2 separate regions of the Macaca mulatta genome follow, and region 1 is linked to region 2. A link is a contact called in public Hi-C data. All regions are on one chromosome and are shown on one strand. The core of a region is the stretch at or near the end of the contact, and the rest is flanking DNA. Distances in the headings are between cores, read along the strand shown. Region 1 holds the start of NOTCH2 (notch receptor 2). Region 2 has its middle 32 kb from the start of SEC22B.

Region 1 (4,637 bases), core at 1,223-3,722, 74 kb before region 2:
GGGTGTGCTATAATTGGTACCTTGCAAAACACAATAAATTAAGAGGATTCAAGAAGCCTTCACTGTAGACTCTAAGAAGATTTAAGATTTGTACCAAGAAACAGGCTTCTAAATCTCTTCTATTGCATTAGTTTAGCATCTAAAGAACACCTGTCTAAAAATCAAAACATCCAAATCCTATCCTTTGAGTCAACTTGACTAACACTCAACTTGACTACCTAAACGCTAGCTAATGATCACAGCACCTCAGCACAGCAGAGGTGGAGGGCATAGTTTTATGCACCGAGATCCTAGAATGAAAAAAGCCCTATGTGTCAGAGTAATCCTATTTCTGACATCAGTCAGATTATTTAATACTTAATTTTGCAAATCACTTTACAATCATATGTATTATTCTCTACAACTCTCTAAAGCCGGTTATTCCTTTAGTCCTGCTTCATAGGTGAGGAGACTACATATCATGAAGATTAAGTTATTCATCAAAACAAATTAAAGGCAGACCAAGGATTATGACCCTCAGACTGTCTCATTGATTATACTCATCTCTATCCTAAAGCTACACTTAAAGCTTTCACTCAAAGAAACCGGAAAAGCAAAAACACCATCATATGCTCTTTATTAAATGTTTCAGAAACAACAGCTCTGCTTCATCATTACAAAGCCTCCTGGTCCACTTCTGAAATTCTTAGTGACCTAGACGTGTACGAAATTTGAACTTTCCAAGAAGTATCTAGTTGGTGCTGAACAACCCACTACTGTTTTCAGGTGATAAATAACCTTGTTCTCTTTTTAAACATCTGCGATTGACATGTCGACTGCCTGTTAACAATGAACAAAGACCATATTTTTCTGAAGCTCATCATCTTCCTAACCTTTTATCTGAAAAAAGATGTAGTTCACGTACTAGTTTTTTGGTGAAGGTAAAAATCTTTGTTCGGATTAGGCTCAGAAAAAGAAGGGGCTCCTTACTGTTCAACAAAAATGCACAAAACACCATCCCACTGGAGCATCAATCTCAGAAAGAGTAAAACACAGCCTCGGCCCTGAAAGGACTTTATGAACACCTTTAGAGTGTCATCCGTTTAATATACATTATTTTAATTAATCCTATTAGCTGGATAATTTCATCCCTATTTTATTGGTGAGTTCATACAGCAGAGCTAGATTTGAATCCAGGATTACAAAGCAGGGCTCCAAAGCCCAAGTTACTTCCACTATAGAGTCTGAAGAAATGAAGAATCTAAAAGTGTGGGTGGGATGGGGAAGACACGATTTGATTCCCTTTCCTTGGTCCAACCGTGTTAGAAACATCCAACCATAAAGAAGCTTTCTAAGGAAGCCCTTTGAATTAACGTATCCACTTTTCCTCACCCGCCCGTGCCCCACCCCCAGCCATGCCAAAGGAGCAGCAAATGCTGCTGCCAGGTTGGAGGAATTGGTGATCGTCACACCACATTCCTGCGTCTGGACACAGCCTGAAAGAGCAGCAGAGCTCCGCGCCTCGGAAAGAATAACAGCAGTTGAGATTTTTAAATCATGTGCCTCAGCATGCAGCCACACCAGTTGCCCTACTTCTCCTGCCTCCACCTTTCAAAGACACGAGCAGTACACCCGGCTCCTCCGGACTTTCGGTGGGATCGGAGTGTCAAAACTCAGGCGCGCCGCAAAACCCAGTCCCCATCCAAACCAAGCCCACACACCCGGCCCGTGTGCCGCCCCCCGGCAAAGCCGAGGCTGGCTGCGAAGGTGCAGGCCGTTTGGCTTGGCGGCCCTGCCCCCGCTCTCCACGCCAGAATCTGGCATTCCTTCGCTCAGCCCCTCCGAGGCCCGCCGTCGGCTCTCGCTCGACCCCAGGAAACGCGGAACCTGAAGGGCAAAACTGCCCACCTCTCCGCACCCTGACACTAGGAAAAGGGAGTTTCTGAGACTTGCTGCCGGCCTCCCTCCGGCCGAGGAGGCGTGTGAGGGGTCCCGGGCCGCGGGGAGCAGAGGCGGCGGGGAACCCCGGGGGTTGGCGGGGGCGCCACGGGAGGGGCCCCCGGCGATGTCCAAACTTTCGGGAACCCAGCGAGTGGCCTCGCTCCGCGCCGACGGCCGAGCCTGGCCTTCCCACAGAGAGGAGGACCGAGGGGGAGAAGGGTCGCCCTAGGTGGCGGCCCCGGGCGCCGCGGACAGCGCCCCTCAGCCCGATACTCACCACGCGCGGGGGCCGCGCGGCACAACCAGAGCGCCAGCAGCGCCCACAGCAGAGCGGGGCGCAGGGCGGGCATCTTCTCGGTCGCCTCCTCCTCCGCCGCCGCCGCCTGGGCAGATCCACATGGGGAGGGGGTCCCAACAGAGGAGCCCCACTCTCTCCTCCCCACCTCCTGCTTCAAAGGCTCAGGCCCTGGCGCTACGCTCCGAAGTCCCGGCGCAAATGCCTCGACTCCCCGCGCCCCGAGTCCGCCTCTCCTCCGCCGCCGCCTCAGCCGCCGCCCGAAGTTTGGCTGAAACTTTCTCGGGTGTGCAGCGAAGCAGCCTCGTGTGTCCTTCCGCCTCAGCCGCCTCCTCCCACCGCAAGCCCCGCCCCACTGTCGCCGCGGCCTCGGCCCCGCCGCCTTGGGCACCCAGGGGTTTCCCGCAGGAAGAAGCGCCGGCCCGAGCTCCGCGCGGAGGGATCTACTACGAGTCATCGGTGCCGGCCGCATCCTTCTCCAGCCGCCCCGGGGGCCGCAGCGCCTTCACTCGATCAGGGCTGCAGCGCCTCGCTGGCCGGGCCCGTGCCGAAGGGGCGTTGGGGCGGAGGGGAGTGGGGTAGGGCTCTGAACTTCAAGCACTAGAGTTTGCCGGGATCGTGAACTTGCAGGGAGAGGCGGCCCTCATCCAGTGAGGTCTGTATCGCCCCCTACACCCACACATTCACACACTGCTTTGCTAGCTAGAGGAATGCGCTGGAGTAGGACCAGTGCTGTCAAAGAAGAAAAGGGGGCCAAGGCGCCAAAGTCCATTAAAAAGGAATAGAGCCATCATGGAGTGGTGCTGCCCCATTCATTCATTCATTTGTTCATCCGTGTAGCAAGTATTTCTTAATTGCCTTACTTTGCGTAGCTGTGTGTTTGGCAGTGGAATGATACCAAAGATGCACAAGCAACTTTGAGGACCAAGACTTTGCCGCTGTGGGCTGGGGGATTCAGGGAAGGCTTTCACATAGGAGCTGGGATGAAAGCAGGATCTTGAAAGGTCAGTAAAATTTGTATAAGACGAGACCAGCTAAGCTAAGGATATTCATTGTAACACTGTAATAGCAAAACCTTGAAAACAACATAAATATCCACCCTCAGAGGAATGGATGAATGATGTAAGGTACATTTATAAAATGAAATGCAACACACTAACTGAAAAGACTATATTTATGTCAATAGGGGTAAAGCTTAAAAACTAGATGATAGTGACAAAACTAATCGCAGAGGGAGACAAAGTATACCATTTATGCATATTGTTTTCAAAACAATACTACACATTATCTGTGGATGCATGTATATAGATATAGATATTAAGAGACTATAACCAGAATAGTAGTTACTTGCAGGGCAGGAGAGTAGGGTGTGTGATCAAGCCTGGGTACAAATGGGCTACTAAGAAAAGAGCTAAAAGTAAGAACAACAGCAATAGTTGTATGGACATATCATTCCAGGAAAGAGCCCTCATGAAAGCAAAGGTACAGTCAAAAGAGTAAGTAAACGAGTTCTGGCTCTGTTAGCAGTGAGAGGAGTCAAGGAGGGAAAGGGGATTGGAACCAAATTATGCAGCCTTGAATGGCAAGCTGAAAGGGTGGGGAGGCAGCTACCTCTTAGGTCACAGAAAACTATTGAAAGTTTTTAAACAGAGTTGAGACTGATGGAAAGGAAGATTGCTCTGATAATCCTGTACAAAATTGATTGTTGGGAGCAAGAGGTGAACTGGAGCCCCAGGACCAGTCAAGAGTTAGTGAAACAGTCCAGGCACAAATTTAAGAAGACCTGAACTAATGAGGTAGATTTCAGAAGGAATGGATCTGAGACAATGTTAAAGAAAAAGAAAAAAAAAAGTGGGGATGTGACTAATTGGATGTGGGAGTTTACAATCCTGTTGGGATGGGAAATCCTACCCTGACTCCTATAGGGTAAAATTCAAACTTCTAAAAATGGTACATACAAGGCCTTTTCGTCATTGGGCCCCATCTCCTGTCCTCCCTGCCCCTGTTGTGAACTTCACACAATAACAGTATTGACTAACTTGAGATTCCCCCAAACATATCTTGCTGTTGCTGTCCCAGTACCTTCTGTTCCTTTGGCTTCGAATGACTCCTGTAGTCCCCTTCCCTCCTCCTCATAATGAACTTCGAATCATAATTCATCCTTCAGTCCAAAGAAGGCTTTGCCGACATCGCAATAAATTCCTACTCCTAACAGACAGTCCCTCCACTGTCTTCCACTGCCACTTCTTTATCTTACACCGATATTTATTTTTCACACAGGACACTTTGTATTTCTGTGTTCTCAACTACATTTTGAGGTCCTCATGGGCAAGGACCACAGCCTATTCATCCCCAGTGTCTATCACATAATAGATGTTGAACTAGAATGTAAAACAACACTAAGCAAGTGCAAATCAGTATG
Region 2 (4,046 bases), core at 46-2,545:
ACGGTTCCTCTACTCCAGAATTGTTACTCCGTCTCCTGTCACAATGCCTAAGATTCTTCCATTTAAACTTTGGTAATGATGTCAGTCTTGGAAGACTTTCTGGGTTGAGCAGATTGAAGAAGCTGAACATGATAGGAAGGGCAAGAAAGCTGCAAGGAACAGGAACTGGCCTGATGGCTTGCTTCATCTATTGCCCAAGCTCCCCACAGCCAGTTCTGGTCCCTTGTAGGACAGAAAGTCCAACACAAAGAGGTGACTAAATAACTTAATGGTCTTGGATACACAGTCAGTCCTCTGCTCTCCCAGCTGCACTAACAGTATTTCCTGTTCTGTTATCTGAAGTATGAGGTTGGCGCTCTGTGATGACACAAGCACCCACTTCCAGCCAAGCCAAGCAACCTTTCCTCCAGACTGAGTCAGTCACCTCCATTCTTTGGGTTCTGACCTTCCAGCTGCAAAAGTAGGGCCCAGATCTCACCTTCTGAAATTCTGAGGTAGTGAACCTGAACAGGTGAATTATAGAGCCACTGTGAAGCTCTAGAGTTCCAAGGAGTTCTCCACCTTACCAATGTTTAAAATCTACACTTAGTTCCTATATATTTTTCTGCACTTTTCATTCCCTTTCCTATAATTCCTTAATATCTCCTTTGATAGCAAAGGGGACAAATGTAAACAGGGTAGGCCATGGGCGAAATCATTAAGTAGGTAACATATGTCTTTGCTGCTCCATCTCCTTCCTTTCTCCTCCCTCCATTGAAGTCAGGAAATAATCTAAAAATAGTCATCATACCTTAGTGTAAATTTAAAGTTCTCTTAACTGTATCTCACAAGGGCTTTATTTTTAGTTATAAAATTTGTATAAGTTGTTTTGGCCACTACTAGAAGCAGCCTTTCAGGCAGGTAGCAAAGGCAATTTTTAGGGAACATTTTTAGGAGTCTTCATCTGGGAATCACTCCAAGCAGTGAGCTCCTCAGAAACATTCTCATGCCCCGGACCTTCGTGCTCACCACACTGAACTGTGTAGGGAGTTGGAGATAAAATGGTTTACATTCATTCATTTCGGGCACCTTCCTCCGGCCTCTACATTTCTGGTCACTTTTCTGTCATCACCCAGCTTCTTAGGTCAGTACCTGGTGATACTCATGGTGACCCAGGAAGGCTGGATCAGGGAAGTGGAGGACAGGCTGTGCTGATGGTTTATTAAAGTCTGTGGCTTCTTACTCCTCCACAAGACTCCTCATCAGAGGGTGCGGCTTGGGTCATGCTGGGCACTCAGCAGCTTTGTGGTGGGTATCGGTTTGTGCTTCCTCCCCTTTGCTTTCGATTCAATGCTTTCCTGTTGCAGTCTGAGCAGCTCTATTTAACCGCAGCCTCACAACAGCTACCACTGCATGCAAACTGGATCCATCTAGGGGCAAGTATAGGGCAATCAGAGGGTAAGGGGTTGAGAGGTAAGAAAGGAGTCTGCAAGAAGTCAGCTGGAAATGAAAAATTCCAAAGCTAGAATGTCATGATGAATAACAACCAAGAAAACATTCCAGTACCATGAAAAACAAATGTTCCAGTTTACATTCAGCTATGATTTTTGAAAACTGAACCCTAAGTTAATTAGTTCAAATACAGTCTCACTGGAAAATACCCTTGTCTGCAGTTTTCAAAGAAATACATAGGATAATATAAATCCTGGTTTTAATTCAAGAATAAAAAATTAAGTATCCAAGTTCAGTTCTGATTCAGGAATAAGATAAATGATAATTTGAGGCTAGAATTTAGTCTACAGATGTTAGAGGCCCTACAGTAGAATGCTCCGAGCAGAGGAAACAGCATCTATGAAGGCCTAGAGGCAAAAGGAAGCAGGGTGTGTCTGAAACACTGGAGGTCAGTGTTAATGGAGTTCAGACTGATGGCAGGTTACTGATCATGAGAGGCTTATGAACCGTGATAAGAAGTTCGGACCCCATCCTAAGGACAGTGAGAAGCAACTAAAGGATTTTAAACACAAGTCGTGAATTTACAGAACTGCATTTACATAAAGAACCATCTGGTTTGTGGAAAATGATCCAAGAGGAGAAACCTGGGGGCAGGAAACTAGAAAAGGGATGTGCAAAATGCCACATAGATGGTGATCACTTAGGCTAGTGGGGACAGGGAGAAGTGGGTGGATTCAAATATGTAGATTATACTGAACTTGGTTATTGACTGAATTTGGAAGGTGAGCAAAACAGTCATTAAGGATGAATCCTACATTTCTGCCTAGAAAAACTGGGTAGGTGGTGTGGCATATGTTTGGATAAGGAGCATTATTAGAGGAATAGGTTTGAGGGAGGGAGTTAGTTAATATGCTTTCAGGAATTTCCAACTGAAGAAGTTCTGGAAAGCAGTCGAATATATAAATCCAGAGTTTAGGGAAGATAGAGATTTGGAAATAATTGGCAGATAGATCCCAATAATGCCATGGAAAGGGATAATATTTCTCACAGAAAGTGTTTAGAGAGAAAAGAGGCTGATGAAGAACAGGGTTCTGAGGAACACGAGCACTTTAGGAGTAGATAAAGAGCAGCTGGCAAAGGATGTTGAAGACCCATGACTGAGATAGGGAAAAAATAATAGTGCAAAGGAAGAGTGAGTCTATCAAAGAGGATGTGATCAAAAGCATCAGATGCTACTCTGATGTGAAGTAAGATAAAGACTGATGTATTTACTGGATTTAGTAATATGGGAGGTGAGAGGGCATTAGTGTCCTGAGTGAAAGACCTTTCAATACAATGGGAGCCAATGCCAGATTAGATTGGGTTAAAAATTGTGTGAGAAGTGAAGAAATGGAAACAGCAAGAGCAGATATCTTATTCAGCAAGCTACACATACTATTCCTTTTCCCTCTACCTCTACCCGCTAAATTCCCTTTCACGCTGTCCCTATTTGGTAAATCTTGCTCACTCCAGTACAGGGCTGGAGTGAAGGAGATTTGCAAACAAACAAACAAAAATCTGAGGAATAGATATATGTTTTTCCAGAAGCAAATTTAGCCAGGGCTGAAATTCAGGAAGTGAGTGACTTATTCCATGCTCACCAGACAAGAACTTTCAGCCAATAAAGAAGGGCTACACACTCCCTGGTGCCAATGTGGGGGTGTTGGTTACGTTAAGCCAAGAATGTGATGCAATTCTCAAGAACAGGAAGAGGTTTGGCTGGAATAGAAAGAGGACTCTGACTTGGTGGTGGTGGTAGCAGAAGTGGAGTGGGAAATGGTAGTTTTTTCAAAAGAGCAAAGCTAGAGATTAACTGGCAAAAGCAGAAGGAATTGATAAACTGTAACGGAAAGCCTTCCTATTCCATCTCTGGTTGAAATAAAGCAGACGGAAAAAGTCTCACATTCAGAATTGGCTCTTCTAGCAATTATGAAAGAAATTACCCACCCGCTGGAGCTCTCTTGACAGATAGGGTGTCCCTCTAGACTTTTTCTTCAAGCAAAAATCAGCTATTTTGATTACAGATTAGAACATTTGTCTGTAAAATGGGGGATAGTAGCTATCAACTTCACAGGGCTATGGTGAGTATCAAGGGGAAAACATGTCTGTGATGGCACCTTATATGCTATTAATATGCCTAGTGTTCCATTATTGGAACGCTAAGCTTGTGGGAGTTATTTATATCCTACTGCTCAAGTCATCACCAAGGTCTGATTTTTTGACTAAAAAAAAAATAAAAATTGCAACCTCTGGCCTAAGTGAGTTAAGAACAGTTCAAATGTTAGTTGCTCTTGTCATTACAAGATAGTTCAGATTAAATAGAAAAGCACGGGGATATTTGAATAATGAAAGAATGAGAAAGATTAGATGTACATAACATTTTATCTGAATGACAAACGTATAGTCTATGATAGGAACATATTTAGACACTGCTTAGTACCATTCTTTGGACTTAGGTAGGCATCCTAAACTATAAATCAGGACTGAACACCTTTTCTCTTACATATACAAAACAATTTATTTAAAAACTGGTACTAAGTAAGATCTACGAATCTAGGGTTAAATGGAAAAACATG

The links. Hi-C and Micro-C count contacts between places; a contact is called where the count stands out from the background.
Region 1: a Hi-C map of blood shows a contact between it and region 2, with 2.7 times the contacts expected there. The contact joins the promoter of NOTCH2 here to the enhancer-like site in region 2. A contact is called at or near these places in 5 of 14 Hi-C or Micro-C datasets (CD4 T cells, blood, cortical neurons and 2 more).

Annotation. Positions count from the first base shown.
Region 1 is chr1:120,217,561-120,222,197 of T2T-MMU8v2.0, reverse strand. It overlaps NOTCH2 (notch receptor 2), which reads right to left and starts at 2,472. Exons shown (of 34, transcript NM_001260662.1): 1 at 2,198-2,472. The coding sequence starts at 2,270. LOC144331827 (a long non-coding RNA gene) reads left to right here and starts at 2,701. Exons shown (of 3, transcript XR_013399354.1): 1 at 2,701-2,870.
Region 2 is chr1:120,143,185-120,147,230 of T2T-MMU8v2.0, reverse strand. No RefSeq gene overlaps it. Among named protein-coding and RNA genes, the nearest start is that of SEC22B, 32 kb to the right of the region's middle. Within about 2 kb of position 1,295, at least 16 of the 40 cell types and tissues checked have an H3K27ac peak or open chromatin away from gene starts, as enhancers often do. A contact at or near this core is called in CD4 T cells and blood, where this site is marked.